Linked DNA regions of Mus musculus: region 2 is linked to region 1. The links are chromatin contacts, called in public promoter capture Hi-C maps. All regions are on one chromosome and are shown on one strand. Each heading gives the region's core, a stretch centred on a gene start, on an enhancer-like site or on the middle of the called end of the contact. The rest is flanking DNA. Distances are from core to core; before and after follow the strand shown. Region 1 overlaps Lrch1 (leucine-rich repeats and calponin homology (CH) domain containing 1). Region 2 overlaps Rubcnl (RUN and cysteine rich domain containing beclin 1 interacting protein like).

What was found. Capture Hi-C pulls out chosen DNA fragments and counts their contacts.
Region 2: a contact with region 1 is called in a promoter capture Hi-C map of liver. The contact joins two enhancer-like sites.

What each region holds. Positions count from the first base shown.
Region 1 is chr14:74,793,471-74,797,997 of GRCm38.p6, forward strand. It overlaps Lrch1 (leucine-rich repeats and calponin homology (CH) domain containing 1), which reads right to left. Exons shown (of 19, transcript NM_001252132.1): 14 at 2,568-2,621; 15 at 1,827-1,899. Among named protein-coding and RNA genes, the nearest start is that of Gm52135, 23 kb to the right of the region's middle. Within about 2 kb of position 1,876, at least 9 of the 459 cell types and tissues checked have an H3K27ac peak or open chromatin away from gene starts, as enhancers often do. A contact at or near this core is called in liver, where this site is marked.
Region 2 is chr14:75,052,327-75,056,853 of GRCm38.p6, forward strand. It overlaps Rubcnl (RUN and cysteine rich domain containing beclin 1 interacting protein like), which reads left to right. Exons shown (of 14, transcript NM_198642.2): 14 at 1-206. Among named protein-coding and RNA genes, the nearest start is that of Rubcnl, 39 kb to the left of the region's middle. Within about 2 kb of position 2,480, at least 34 of the 459 cell types and tissues checked have an H3K27ac peak or open chromatin away from gene starts, as enhancers often do. A contact at or near this core is called in liver, where this site is marked.

The sequences.
Region 1 (4,527 bases), core at 626-3,125:
AATCTTAACAGTTCTGCGAGCCTGCAGCCTAGCGTGCTGTTGGGTCATGGCAGCAGAAGGAAAGAACTTGGTCATTCAGGCAGCGGAAAGCAGAAAGGCCCACAGATACCCTTTGCCAACCCCTTTTAACAACTAGTCAGCTGACATAATTGCACAATTCACCCAGAACTCCTGGGTCACATTAGACAACACTCAAAATGTATACATGCATCTGATATTTAGAAACAAAATGACTATAGAGGAATTGTGTATTTTAATGCTTTTACAGAACTGAGACAGTAACTAAATACTCTCTTTTTCATCTCTCCACAGAACCTGAATGGTGTACACTGCAGGTTCAAGGCAATCTCTAACTTGGTAAGCTTGGTTTAGGCTCTATAGATGCATTAAAAGTCTGTGGATCCATTTTACAACTTAATTGTAAAAGTCTAACACTCAAAGGGCTATTAATCTTTGCAGACTCTCACTCACGTTTTGATTTCAGTTATGAGACATTTTGAAATGCTGCAGAACTGTCCAGTGGCTTGCGAGAGAACTGTCGCCAGCCACGAGGCAGGGGGGTATAATAGCAGTGACCTCCATTTCTCCCAGAACAGAGCTCGGATTATGGGCATAATTGAGGTGTACCCCAGATTTGTCTGTATACGCCCACTTCCTTACATTAGGGGGCCAGTCACTTGAGTTTTCTACGATCTCATCCTCACCCTTCCTATCTGTAACATTCTCTAGGGCTAGAGATACCGCTCAGTGGTAGTGCACGGCCCTGACACGTGTAAGGGCCTGGGTTTAATTCCTAGGACTGAAAAAAACAAGACAGGAAAGATCTAGAAACTCTGATCATACTAAAGCCATTTCCCAACTGTTTATTTTCTCTTATTCTATTCTAACGGCCAGGACACCTCCACACTTGGCCACGTGTGCCCATCAATCAATGTCTTCCAAGAACAAACCATCTCCCCTATAAAACGAATCATCTCTGTTTTTCCCCTAGCGATGTTTATTCAAGCCAGAAATGGGTAACGCTCATACTGTTGTCAAAATGCTTTGCCTCAAATCCAAGATCACCTGTGTTTTCTACCAGGTGTGCTTGTGTGTGTCCAGGGCCCTTGTAAGAACTATTTAAAAGCATTCGTGGTAAATATAGTAAGTCTGAGAGGAACAAAAAAGCACAAACAAACAAGGTCCCAAAAGAAGGCATTTAGCACCAAAACTGGAAATGTGGAAAGAAATGTATTTTTCTACCTGGGGCCCTTTTTTAAAAAATTAAAAGTAACTTTGCACTTTGCTAACATTAACTTTGTCAATATGGTAACACAAACTACAACCAAGTAGGTCAAAAAGTAAGGTGTTTTCCTTTCTAAGAAGTTTCCCCGACTCCTAACCACTCATACAAGCCTTAAAGTGCTCACCCTCTTGTGTGAGTCAATGCAGAGCCCTTACCATGCCTGGAAAGCAACTGGGGTCGTCTTGGGGAGGACTCTGCCTGCAGGCTGCCCTGTACCTCCTCAGGGCACCAGGAACCTTTGGGGTAAAGCGGAGCCGGTTTATTCCCACGGGTTAAAAGCTGGAAGGGAGTATTCCTTCCCTACTTACATTGCCCTTTGCCACTTTTCTTTGCTGTGATTCAGAAGAGGGCGAGCTGCCCAGTCCTGGAAGCACAGACCTCACAATAGCATAACGTTATCACCCGACCTCACCAAGCTGCTGCTATTCTGATGCCAGGACCCCAGCCGACTAGAACTGGCAAAGCTCATATTACTCACGAATAAGTTTGAAAGGCCAAAGAGAAATCATTTTAGTTACTTTAGTTACTGAGGTCAACGTACCTGAACGAGGCTTCAGGCCAAACGGAGCTGTGATGTTTGCAGTAGGAGACACTGAAGGGGAGTTCTCTCGTATCTGTGGGGTGAGAAAACAATTGGGAAATGAAGAAGCAGATGGACTTGTATGGTTAGTGATTGTTATAAAATGACTCTGCTTTTGCTATGGCTGCCTTGTGATGGATGACAGCTTGGCTTTTTAAAAAAGACATTTTGTAAATACTCTAAGAGGTGGTCAATAGAATGTTTTCCGGTATTCTTTTTGTTGTTGCATTGAAGTCTTTATTTGCTCACTACAAAATCATCTTGCAGTGACACAAAGCCGTGATCTGCCTCTCATTGGACACATCTGACTGCAGACGGGCAGGCACGCCAAAGAGCACGTCTAACGGAGCCTCTGTAACACGGAGACACACGGCTAACACTGAGCATGCAGCTCATCACGCAGAAACTGCGCATCGAACCATCTTGGGTAGCAACTGAGGAAATGTCATCTGAATGATCATCTGCCGTTTTCCATAAAGACATCCCACCCCTAGATCTCAAAGGCCATTTCTCACAGAATTAATCTTTAGTGATGTATAGAGCCAAGTGATTTTGTGACAGTGAGTGACAACTATCGAGAGACCCCAGAGACAGTCCCATTAACTCTTTAATCCCGGAGTCAGACTATCCAACTCTGGGACCAATGGTTCAGTTTGGTCTCCATGGAATACCTCAGCTGCCATTAACCCTCAGGAAGCTTACCTCATTGGGAGAATACTGGCTTCCATTACTCTGTAACATTAGATCATTTTGCACCTTAAGGGAGAGAGAAATGTATACGTTCCATTAGATTTGGAGAAAGAGGAGGCAAGGACTACATCTTTTTTTTATTGCTGCCATAGCCCTGGCCCAGAAGCACACACTAACTAGCAAATGTTGAATTAATTCATGGTTAAGTAGCTAAGAAGGTCATCCTTCTATTTTCTAAAACTACGCAGCTTGTATCCATTGAGAAAAATCTAAAGACTAGCACAGATTAACATGAGAGCCCCCAAACAGGGATCTTTCCCCAGTAGCTATGAGCGCATCTTACCTGGCCAAGTAACCAAACTGTCTCCTGGCTCCTTTCTCTATTTGAATTATGGGTTTTTAGAAATGGTCCAAACTAGTAGTTCCAAAATATACAGAAATTTTCAGTAGGTACACACGCTTGAACCCTGAGCAACCTTGAAAAACCTCATTCACGTGACCTGTTTATTATCAGTCTGCTTTGGCAGTCACTGGTTAAGAGAGCTGTTAAGGAACCAAGCATGACTTAACATATACACTCTAATAAATAAAAAATTTGCAAAAAAAAAAAAGAGCTGGGTGTGGTGGCGTCCGCCTTTAATCCCAGCACTTGGGAGGCAGAGGCAGGTGGATTTCTGAGTTCAAGGCCAGCCTGGTCTACAAAGTGAGTTCCAGAACAGCCAGGACTATACAGAGAAACCCTGTCTCAAAAAACAAACAAAAAATAAAACAAAATAAAAATAAAAAGTTTGGGGATAGCTAATAAACACCTGCATATATGCCACCATAAAAGTGTAAATCTAAGGTGCCCATTGTGTGGAGGAGTGCTATTTAAAATGAACCCAAGGGAAATGCATGTAGAATAAAATGTCATTCATGTCCCTACTCAATTAAAGGGCCTTCTTAGGAGAGCCAACTAGACTTCTACCAACTCTCCCCATTGTCCTCACAAACTCCTCTCCTCAGTACTATTTACAAGCAAGGGAGGTGCGTTCTCACCTTGTGGACACCTATGGTACATAACTTCATGTGGCCAGTCTTCTAAACTATGTTTAAGGCAGGTCACATGACATGCAGGCAGACCCTCTACAACCTCTGCCTCCCCTCTCAGTGGTGGTAACACACTGTGCTCAATCTTCCCGGGCTACCCGTGCTCCCTTGCAGGTCCACAAACTAAGCTGTCCTCATGCCTTGTTATACACTCTATCCTTTCCGGAAGAACACAGCAAACAACTCAGGATGGCAACCCACTAGAAATGTTACCAGTACCAACATCTTCTGTTCACTCAACCATTTTGCTACTTTATGGGTCTCACGATCCGTCCTCCACAACAAAAAAAAAGCCACACCCTGCACAAGTAGGCAACCAACTGTCGGTCTGGAGAAAGGGTGTGTCGATGTGTGACCAAATAACAAGTGAGACCAGGGACCTAGAGAAGCCACAACTTATTTCCTTTTCCTTCATCACATGACTTCCTTTTTGCATCAGGCTGGCTGTCCATCCCTTCCTTTTGAAAGCCTGTCATGGGTCCAAAGCTCCCTTGAGAGGGTAGACAAGAATGCCTTACGCAAGCATGGTTACTCACCAAAGCAAAGGGAGACAAGCTTACAGCACTGTAACCTGACAGAGAGCACCGGCAGCTGAACGGAGAGGAGTTCGGGAACCTCTGACCCCTAGAAGCTTCGTTTCCTTCCTTGTGCTCTGGCAATCTTGGAAACAAGTAAGTGCTGTTTCTCCACAGGGTCTCACTAGGCAGTCCAGGTTCACCCTGAAACTGGAATCCTCCGGCCTCAATGGCAGAATTACACCATCCCCAGCCACACAGGCTGCCCCTGCCTCGGCCTGGGCAGAATAGGAGGTTGAAGTGAGTGCAGCTACTGCTTCCAGGGGGCGGGCTTGAGCACCTGGCTTGGGCAGGGATCCCAATGAAAA
Region 2 (4,527 bases), core at 1,230-3,729, 260 kb after region 1:
AAAGAAGTCTTTTTTCATTTAAGTTGCACTGGGATAGGTTTTTTTTTTTTTTTTGAAGCTAAATACAGAACCTATTTTTTTATGAACTTAACTGACAAGGTGATGTGTTGTTTGTGAAATGGATTGGCGCCACAAAGGAGGGAAGTGGCACAAGAATTCTGTTTGGCCAAGCTTTTGTTAAAGACGACTGTTGAATGTTGCTTTGTGACTATGTCAGTTTCCTGTCTTATTCATTCCATGGTTTGGCGTAGAGTACGTACATGACAACGCTGCCCCAACATTCCTTTCTAGATGATGGTTTCAGTCGCCCACCAAGGTCCTGGTGAACTGTCATTTAGACCAGTTGCCTCTAGATGGCAATGTTTGGTGAGTGCATGCTCGACAGGTTTGCCATCCCCCACCCCCCAGGCCCTACTATTCCTGTTAGTCCCTACTAAAACCAAGGGAGCCAGAGGAGACAACTCCATTCTATTCCTTCATGATCTAGCTTTGTGGATATATATCCAGAACATAGAGACTCGGAAAGCTGAGCGTGGTGGTGTCCACCTGTAGTCCCTGCATTTAGGAAGCAGGGGCAGAGATTAAGACTTTCTATATGAACATAGAACGTCACATGCAACCTGTACTTTTTTTCCAAATCTTAAAAAGACTGGAATTTTAAAAAAAGATTTATTTATTACTATATCTAAGTACACTGTAGCTGTCTTCAGACACACCAGAAGAGGGTGTCAGATCTCATTACAGATGGTTGTGAGCCACCATGCAGTTGCTGGGAATTGAACTCAGGACCTTCAGAAGAGCAGTCAGTGCTCTTAACTGCTGAGCCATCTCTCCAGCCCCAAGAATGGAATTTTTAAAACAAGTAAATTTGGATAAAATATTTTTTCTTTTGTTTGGTTTTTGTCTTGTGGGACAGGGTCTTCTTTTGAAGCCCTGCCTGACTGTGAACTTGTCTCCCGTCTCTATGTCCTGAGTGTTAGGACTAGAGGTGTATGTCACTATTCCTAGCAAGAAAGTGCTCTTAATAGTATGCTCTCAGTTACCACTTTAACATTGAGGCATCCCTTAAGATGCATAGGGGTGCCTTTTCTCACAACGGTGATAAAATGCCCATCAGAGCCGATGTGAGGGAGGAAAACCTGACTGGAATCTAACGGTTTCAGCTCTGCTGGAACATGGAAGGAATGGCAGAGTTCAAGGAGGAGAGCATGGTGCAGACTCCTGCATACAAAACAGGTAGGAAGCAGAGAGCTAGCTGGGAGTGAAGGCTGGGATAGACCCCCAGAGGCCTGCCCCAATGGTAAGCTGACCCCAGGTAGAGAGCAAGTGTTGAAACACACGAATCTGGGTTAACATGGCGGCACTCTGCACATAAACCAAGTTCAGTGGATTATAAAACTGGTGAAATTTTCTTTCTAATGATTCTTATACATACATCTTCCTAGAACATGGGTAAGCCCGTGTTTCCCCCTTCTCTCCTGCATAGCTGCTCCTACTTGAGGAGAATTAGGGTCAAATCCCTTCCTGGAATATCTTCAGGCTGACCAGTTCTCAATAATACTTGGGTATCATGTTGCCTGGCGCTGATGCTTAGATTGAGCTTCTCAAACAGCAAAGGCAGTCAACAGTGTGCTACAGATATCCCCAGCCCCACCCGCCAGGGTCTCCTACTGTCTGTGTTGGGGCAGGAGAGGAGGAGGAGGAGGAGGAGGAGGAGGAGGAGGAGGAGGAGGAGGAGGAGGAGGAGGAGGAGGAGGTTGACTTTCAGTGAGAGAATACTAAGCAGACTGAAACATCAGCGTCTCCTCTGTCTGGATATTCTGTCAACTATTTCTGTTACACGCTTCCAGGGGGAGGGTGGCATGACTGTCAAGCCTGGTGTGGCCTGAGTGGGGACCAAGTGACATGAGGAAATGTGCACACAGCAGACACACAGAGAAAAAGACTCTGAAAGCAGAAAACCTAATCTCTTCTCAAAGCCTGGGGCTTTCCTAAAGCGTCTCATGAGTTGTTCTCCTGTCCTTAGGGTTAGTCAGTTTGAAAACAGATAGGATGGGTGATCAGGCCTTGAACTTGCCAAGACAGTCCATCAGCAGGGAGCCTGCTCTGCTAGTGGGAGACAGAAGCTCCCAGGCATTTGTCTCAAGTCAAGATGGTAAGGAAGAAGGGGGCCATCTTGGGAATTCGCCAGATTTCTTAGCTCTATCCGTGTCCTCTCCCTATCGGTTTACCTACCAGAGAGTCTACCTAACTTCATCCCTCTCCGTAGAATAAGTCCCTCCCTGAAGCAGAGATCCCATGACTTAAATGCCTCTCAGAGGTCCTCAGAGATTCACTTACGAAAAACCAGTTCCACAATTTTGAGCCACATTTGAAACAAGCTTTAGTTAAATATTAGCCAAGAAGATGGACTGACCACGTCCCCTGGGTTTCCAGGGAATGGTAATGAGTCACATTTTGTAGAAGACGAAACCCATAATTCACTCGTTTTCAATCGGGTCCAATCGGGGGCAAGCATATGTCCTGACATTCTTCCTGCCCTGCCTACGTGTGATCAAGCACATCTGGTGTAGTTAGTTCAAACAAACCATTTAGGGAGGGAAAACATGTGACTTATCTCCCAAGAACTGTCGCTCCCAGCGTTCCAGGAAATTATCTTGTCCTTGGGCAAGTGGGCTTACAGGCTAACACTGGCTCTTCCAGTCCTTCCTCAGCACTGTCCACAACAGCAGCTAAACTTCCACAGAAGTTCTGGAGAAGGCATTAAAAGCCAAGAAGGTTCCTGGACTGCCTCATAGTGAACTCTGGAGGGCAGTCTGTGAGACCACACCTCCCTTCCTGGCCTCCCATGGGTGGGGGAGGAGGACAGACCAGAAGTCTGCAGCAGATCACTGCCCATCAACAGTACTGAGCAGGCCACTCTATCAATGTGGGATAGGGATAGAGCCATGAGGTTTGTTTTGGGTGGCCCTGGGAAATAAGTCCGTTGAAAAGAAAACTCTTGTTTTCCAATCAAGTCTGAGGCATCACTGGGATATCCAACAAATGGAAGGAGAGGCAGAACACTTCCGGTGAAGGCAGATCTGAGGCAGAGGCTGGGGAGTGAACCAGATGTCAGAGAGGGACAGGAGAAGGGCTGAAGGCTAGGTTGGAGCTAGTACAATACTGCTGCCCAGTCCTGGGTGACAGTAAAGTACAGGCTCTGCTCCAGGGCCCTTAGGAGGAAGACAGGTGAGGGGTCTGCAGATTCACTAACACCGAGGTGCTGTCAAAATACAAAATGGCTTCCTCTTGCAGCAGGAGGGAGATCCCCAAAGGCTAATCAGACTCCATATTGAAGAAAAGGGAAGAGGGCAGCTTCTTGAGAGGACTGACAGCCCAGATGCATTGACGTGGGAAGCCAGGTGGCTTTGACAAAGGGAAAGGGGAGTGTGTGTGTGTGTGGGGGGGGGGATAGAAGGATTTAGTGGGGAACGGAGCTGCAAGGTAGAGCCCACAGTGCCCAGCCCAGTGACCGGAGGATGTTTGCAGTCCTCACAGCGCAATGCTAAGCAGGGTTCCAGGGGACACAGCTGGGCTTCTGTTTCAGGAAGACAGCAGGGATTGGGTGCTGGGTGCACTGAGGACAAAACAGAGGCTTAGTAGTTGACATAGGAAGACCTACATACACTAGGGCAGCTACAGAGAAGGGGAGGGGAGGGGACCTGGGAGAGGCAGGAAGAACCAGGTCCAGAGAGTGTAAAATAGAAGGGACTTCCCAAGGCTCAGCCAAAAAGGCAAAGCAAAGTTCAATAGTGTCTTCAAATGTGATGTTAGGGGCCCGGGAGATAGCCCAGTCACTAAACTCCTCGTGTACGCGTACAGTATAATCACTGGGGAGGCAGGAGCAAACTGCCTTGCTTATATGAATGTAAGAGTTCCATGTTCACATTTGGTGCATCGGGTCCCTAGGATTGCAGTTAAAGGATAGTTGTGAGCCACCCAAGTGGGTGCTGAGAACTAAACATGCAAGAACAGCAAGTGTTCTTAAGTGCTGAGCCATCTCTCCAAGCCCCCATAAATATAAACCTTTTTTTAAAAGCACAAACATCGGCTCGCAAACTGTATGTCTGAGATGGAATCGTTCCCCTCCTACTTTATGAAGATACCTTCACGGGCTCCTGAGAGAGCGGTTCTGCCTCCTGTTCTTCTCAGGAGTGTGACTTGTCCCTCCCGATGACACTTTGGCTCTCTCACAATCCCCCTTGGTACCATATTCCAGAAAATTCTAGGTTCCCAGGTATCCACAGCTTCATTCTAAAGAGGAGTGGAGTTGTGGGTAATCGTGGCCCCCATAGCCTCTGTCTCCCACCTGTGTGGAGAGAGATAGCAGAAGAAAGGCCATAGCAAAGAGCTCAGCTTCCTGGCTCTCAGGAAAAGCCTGGTCACTACCTAACATGGACAGATGTGCAGACGTTAGCAGCAGGAAACTAGTGGGCTGGGGTAGGATCACAAGACCTTGGAATGAGAGGAGGCTAGAGGCAGGCA